Regions from separate parts of the Gossypium arboreum genome. Here region 1 is linked to region 2. The links are chromatin contacts, called in public Hi-C maps. All regions are on one chromosome and are shown on one strand. The core of a region is the stretch at or near the end of the contact, and the rest is flanking DNA. Distances in the headings are between cores, read along the strand shown. Region 1 holds the start of LOC108477019. Region 2 holds the start of LOC108477801 (cytochrome P450 703A2).

Region 1 (3,447 bases), core at 926-3,425, 190 kb after region 2:
AAAGTTTTATCATTTTTTATAATTAAAAAAAAAACTTGAAGTCAAAAAGAGAATTTATTTTTAATTTTTATTTAATATTGAAGATGATGAAATTTGTTGTTACTTTTTTTTTCCACATAATTCAACCACTCTCTTTAATAAGCTTTGTCTTTATATAGAAAAATCATATTATTAAATTAATCCTTCCACCTTTTTTTCTACCTTTTTGACTTTGAATTATTTACGATGGATATAGAGTCTTCTCATCCTCTGCTTTTAGTCACCTTCTGTCTTCCTTTTGCTACCAAACCTGTAAACTAAGCCTAACTATTTGCAATTACTACCCATAGACAAAATCCCCACGGTTAAAAATTATATTATATTAATATAATCGAAATATCTTTTGTATTTATTTTACAATTTGAGTTTATAATTGTCTTTTCAATAATATTATTTTAATATTTGAACTTAAATTTAGTGTAATATAACTTACTATTACACTTAACTCTTGTTATATATATATATCGCCAATTTTAGTAAGTTAAGTGTCAAAGAATTTGATGTCCCATATGTTTTTCGAGTCTTGGATTCAGAAAACAATGTTGAGAGAATTTTACTTCTCATTTAAGAGTTTGACCTGACTTAACTTTGGATTTAATTTGAACTTAATAAGATTATCGATACTAGTTGGTCTCAAAATATATATATATATATATATATATATATATATATATATTTGGCTGTAATAAGAGGCAACATCAGGAGGGACAGTAAGGGCTTTGACTCAAAAATGAAAAAATTGTTGTTTAATTCTTTCATAGATGATGAAATTGTAAGTTAATAAATGAAAAATTAAAATTTACCCTTAAAATGAAAAAAAACTATTTAATTCCATTAAAATAATAAAATTATAAATTAATACATGATAAAATTATACTTTGTGATTATAGATGCAACAAAAATAAATAAAGTATATATCAACATTAGTTGCAATAAGAAACAACCTTGGCCCCAAAGTAGAAAATTTATTATTTAATCCTTTCAAAAATGATTTAATTATAAAGTAATATATAGCAAAATTATGCTTTATCCTCAAAATAAAAAAAATAAGTTAATCTATTAAAATTCATAAAATTATAAATAAATACACAATAAAATTACACTCCAATTTTTAAAATTTTATAATTCAATTTCACCTTCAAAATCAAACTTCCCAGAGAAGCAATTAAGACTGTCAAATTATGGTCTCCATATGAGACATTTCCATTAATGAAAAATGTAAATAATTCAATTTCTTAGCATGTGACAGATACGGAACAACAATCTGTATGAAAACGCCATTAAACTTTCCAACTCAGGCTTGACACTGATCCGCCAAACTTGTTGTTGAAGGTACATAAAAAGTGTTTAATGGCATGTTTTTTTTGAAAAAAGATGCATTGAATCTATGATTTTTTTGCACATGTATGTTTTCTTAACCAACAAAAAGGTCATAAATTTATGAGGATTAATTGAACATTGTGCATTAATGAATGATAATTAATTTTTCGTTAAGTTTGTACATTTAGAATTAATGAATATGGTTTATACAGATAAATTGATGAATCTTATGTTCATAAGTAATAAAGTTTAGCATTTGGGTTAAAGACTGTGTTTCAAAAGCATTGTGGAATAATCATTCATTTATTTTTTTAATATTAATTTACTTTTTTTATCGCTTTAGTCCTAATTTTTTTGGGATCACTTTGGGTCTCAACATTTAAAATTTAGTCAATTTGTTTTCTTTTAATAGCACTAACATAACCACTCATATAGCAATTCATGTATACTTCTTAAAAATATTTAAAAATTAATAAATTTAAGAAAAATTGACAAAATTTTAGCAAAATTATGCCATTAAGTATACATTGATTACATTAAAGTATTATAGAGACTTGTGTTAGGATTCAAATTGTATTATTTTTCTTTTACTTAAAAAAGATAAATTAGTTTCTATACATTAAATCAAATAACATATTAATTTTTTCTGTTAAAATTTTATCTATATGTACCATTAAAACTAACATTACTGATAAAATAACCAAAGATTGGGGGGAAAATGCAATATGAGAGTATAGCAATGGTTAGGGTTGGAAATTAATTTTACAAAGAAGTTATCTTTATAGACTTTTGATAATATATAAAAACGTCCGTGGACTTATAACCCTTTTGCTATGTCATGACTTTCCTTCGTCTCCCCTTTTCATACGTTAAAAACTCGTCGCCACTCCTTTTTGCTTATATAAACAAATCATTTTTAGTCACCATTTTTATTTATACAAAGAAACCATGGGATCCAAAGCAGAGAAAGAATGGAGTTCCACATCAAAGCTACCATTATTTTCATCCCCACATGCACACATGCAATCACCGGAAAAACAATGGGTTTTAACCCCACCACACCATGCTTTAGCCTCGGTTCCGTTCCGATGGGAAGAAGAACCAGGGAAACCCAAACCATGTTGCACAACAACACTCACCACTACTTATGACTTGGGTCGAAAGTGCTTGGAACTGCCTCCTAGGTTGCTGATACTGGATGCTGCTAAGAACATCGCCGGCGGCAAGCTTTATTCGCCGACCACGGTGTTGGATGGTCCTTATATGGGCAAGGCTAGGTTTCAGTCTTCTTCTTTTAGGATAGGAAATGAGTGTTATGGGTCGTTTCGTAGTGGTAGTTTTAGTCCTGAGAATATGGTGGTGCACGGTGGTGGTGGTGGTGGTGCCATGGTGGTTAGTAGCAAGAGAGTGAAGAGAGATAAAGGGTTTCTTGGTTCTCGAAGAAAGGATGTGTTCCCATCTTTTGGAGATGAATATGGTAGCAGCTTTAACACTCTTTCTCGTTCCAAATCTCATTTCTGGGTAAGTTTTTCTCTTTGTTTCCTTTGTACATAGGTTTAATTATGATTTTAGTCCCTCTGTTATGCTGAAATTTGGGTTTAGTCCCCTACTTTAATTAGCCTAATTTGTTACTTTGCTTTTACAATCTATATTACAAATTAAACACTTAAATGGATTGGTGTTACGTGTCCAGTTAACACGTAAATTATATTGTTTTGAAAGTAATTTTGTCATTTTATATATTTTATATCAAAAATATACCATTATAATTTTCTATATTTGGAATTTAACATTCTAACCAAAATATTATTTGTAATTTATATTAATATTTTATAAACATATTTTTTATTTAAAAAAAACAAATTTAAGTTTTTGATTGATTGAATATGCACGTAGCTCTGAATACCTGAACGTCTGATCCATGTCATTATTTGATGAAAGGAACTTACTTTATCATCAATTTCAACCTACTAAATAGGTAAATGGATTAAACCATAAAACCAGAAATCGAACACTTTGTTATTATGATATTTTTTCATTATGGTGCAATTTTTTAAAAGAATAGTCTTGCTTTAAAGTCACAACTTT
Region 2 (3,467 bases), core at 638-3,137:
TACCATTCGGGGGAGCCCAATCAAAGCAATGAAAGAGCCGAGCCAAAGCCATGAGCACCAGCGTCACTCCAAGTGGTGCGCCGGGGCATTTCCTTTTCCCGGCACTGAAAGGCAGGATTTTAAAATCGGCTCCGTGGCTGATCTCGACTCGAGCGCCATCAGCCAGCCAATGCCTCTCGGGCCTGAACGATTCAACGTCATCCCATAATTTAGTGTTTCGGCCCAACCCATGGGTGTTGATAAAGACACGTGTCTTAGCCGGGATGTAAAAGTCGTTGATGGTGGTTGCCTGAAGGGACTCGTGTGGGATTAAAAACGGTCCGGCAGGGTGCATGCGGAATGTTTCACGTACTACGCAGCGTAGGTAGTTAAGGTGAGGTAGATCGGATTCGTTGACCATTCGGTTAGGACCCACGACTGAATCAAGCTCATCTTGGATTTTGCAGAGGACATGTGGATGCTTTATTACTTCCGCCATTGCCCATTCGTTGGTCACAGCCGATGTATCTGTTGCCGCAGCTATCATATCCTAAAAGAAACAAAATTGTAAAATTAGAGCTAAAATAAAAGGTCTAATGTAGTTTAGTTCCTCAATATGATGAAATTTATGATTTAATTCTAAACTTTTATTTTATGTAATTTGATCTTATATTTTTATACTATTATTAGTAGGTTTAAATTGATATTGAAAATAGTTGCTTGGAATATGTATTTGTATTTCAATTTGATTTACATATTTTAAATATAGTTTTAGATTTGAGTTATCATTTAATTTGGATACAATATTGACACTTTCATAATTCAATTCAAACGTTTTGAAGTTAAAAAGATTAATTTAGTACTTGAATTATAGTTTAAGGATGTATGATGCAATTAACCCTAAATTCTAATTCTTTTAATTTGGAATATAGAATTGTAAAAGAATAAATGAAAGAGGATGATGGAACCTGAATTAGAGCTTTGATATCAGTATCATCCATATGAGGCTTTCCATCTTCACCAGGTAATGACAATAAAACATCAACAAAATCCATTTCTTCACCATAATCACCATCCTTTCCATATTCTTTGTTTTTCAATTCCCTTGCCCTCCTATGTTCTTCAATGATCCTTTTATGGAAATCATCCACTCTTTTCTCTACTTCCCTCATCCTTTTCTCACATCCATAAGGATCCACCCACCTCCAAATGGGCAAATAATCCCCCAAATAGATCACACCTAAGAGCCAAAACAATTCATGTGTTATGTGCATGAACTCCATGGCTTCACTTGGGCCGGCAGATACGGCCCCGAAATATTGCCTCCCTAGTAACATCCTAGTCACGTTGTTCATTGAAAACGCACCCAATACTTCCCTTAGGTTTACGAGCTGCCCGTTCTGGGCTCGGGCCGTTACATCTCGCACCAAATGTTGAGCTTCGTCGGCTCGGTGTTTTGCGAATGATTCAAGCCTTTTTGTTGTTAGTAAATGCTCCATACATATTCTTCTCATACGTTTCCAATGCGGGCCTAAGGGAGCCAAGGCAACATCGCCACACCCATAGGCAAGGTGGACGGCAGCTAGGGTTCGTGGCCTAGAAGCAAAGACTTCGTCTTGGCGAAGAAGTATTTCACGTATGATATCTGGGTCATTCGTGGTGATGGCATCTACCTTACCGAGCCGGAGGTAAACTAGTGGACCGTATTTGTCACATAAGGAAGCTAAGTCCCTATGTGGGAGTGAGCTTAATTGAAGAAGATTGCCAACTATAGGCCACCTTGGTGGACCTGGAGGAAGTTTTCTAGTCTTAAACAACGATTTCCGGTCGAACCGCCATCGCCATAAGGCGTTTACAACAAGAGCTCCGACCAGAAGGGCCAAAGCAAAGGTGAATAATTCCATGTTATCAAGGGAAAAAATATGGGTTTCTATGGTATCATATAAATAACAAAAGATATGCACCAAAAAAAATATAGTTTAATGTTGAGTTCCACATTCTTGACATGCCGAAGCTTGTGATAGCAAGGCCCTGCTAGGTTGGTGAAGGGTGATATATGTTATGATCCGTTGTGTTCTCTTACCACAAAGAAAATGGTATTTGCATGTAGTTAATAATGCATTTGATTTTCAATTTTTATTTACAATTTACCATTTAATTTTATAATTTGTTGATACGAAATTCTGGTTTAAAAAAAAGTTCATATATTAGTGTGAAGAATTTAAGAGCAAGATGCTGGATGGTGCTAAAGATATTTTCATCGATATTTTTTTTGAAAAATAGAAAAAAATGTATTAATAGTGATGAATACCAGTACATACACATTGTTGCCGCATTAACAGGCCAAGAAACACTAAGCAGCCGAAAACATGACAACATCAAGACAAAACTGAATAACATTACATAACATTAGCACCATATGATAACATTCGCATTTGTTCTCAGTAATGGAATGGCTGATGCTATTACTACTAACAGGTGAGGAGTCCTGTGTTTTTCTATCTTATTTCACTCTTACTCTTATGTATTTACTGTTTTGAGGGGTGATGATTTGAGTTCTATTTTTCAACAATTTGTTTGTTTGTGTAAGAGTTGGATGTTTCACGCCAAGAGTGCTCTACTTTGAATGGTTATTCTGTAGTTTTTGTAATATATTTATGGGAGAGGTTGGCATTTATCAACGTCTTTCTCTTATTAATAAATTCCTATCGACTGAGCGAAAAAAAATTATTACCTTAATGGTGTTCTAATTTATAATGTTATTAGTAGGTCCAAATGATAATATTAGTAGTTAACTTTATTGAAATAATTGCAAAACTTTTTTTTCTGAACTAATGTTTAACATTTGGTTAAATAAATTACATGAAAGTTAAAAATAATTCTGATAATATTTTTGAAAGTTATTATTTATATCCATTCCATATATTGTAAATCAAAATCAAATAAATTGGTTCAACTAATTAAATAAAAATTTAATAAATTGAATTTTTGTGATTGAATCGATTAAATTAAAAATTAATTTATTAATTTTTATTAACTTTGGAAGCTGTTTTCAGATTGTGAATACTAAACTCTAAAATTCATTTTCTTTATTGATTTAGTTACTAGAATAAACAAATTATTTGCACCCAAAACAATCCCATTTAGAAAAGCTAAACTGTCGTACGATACAAATACTTCTCCTACATGAGTATTATATTTCAATAAGGGTCCAATTCTATCATTAGAGTTTACTAGAAAACCACCATCCCTGACACAATTAAAATATAATTTATTCTTTTGATATATAAAAAAACACTAATTATCTAATTACGCTATATATCAATTTTAATAGAAAGAAAATTCTAAAGAAATTAAAGGTAAGCAAATAATAGAATGGAAATCAGAGTTGAAATAATTCCGATAATATATTTGAAAGTTAATATTTATATCATTCCATAAATTGTAAATTAAAATTAAATCAATTGGTTCAACGGTTAAATAAAAAA

The links. A called contact is a pair of places that touch in the nucleus more often than the background predicts.
Region 1: a contact with region 2 is called in a Hi-C map of leaf, with 3 times the contacts expected there. The contact joins the promoter of LOC108477019 here to the promoter of LOC108477801 in region 2. A contact is called at or near these places in 2 of 5 Hi-C or Micro-C datasets (both in leaf).

The regions. Positions count from the first base shown.
Region 1 is chr12:91,344,019-91,347,465 of ASM2569848v2, forward strand. LOC108477019 reads left to right here and starts at 2,176. Exons shown (of 2, transcript XM_017779429.2): 1 at 2,176-2,880. The coding sequence starts at 2,308.
Region 2 is chr12:91,153,766-91,157,232 of ASM2569848v2, forward strand. LOC108477801 (cytochrome P450 703A2) reads right to left here and starts at 1,888. Exons shown (of 2, transcript XM_017780293.2): 1 at 948-1,888; 2 at 1-529. The coding sequence starts at 1,883.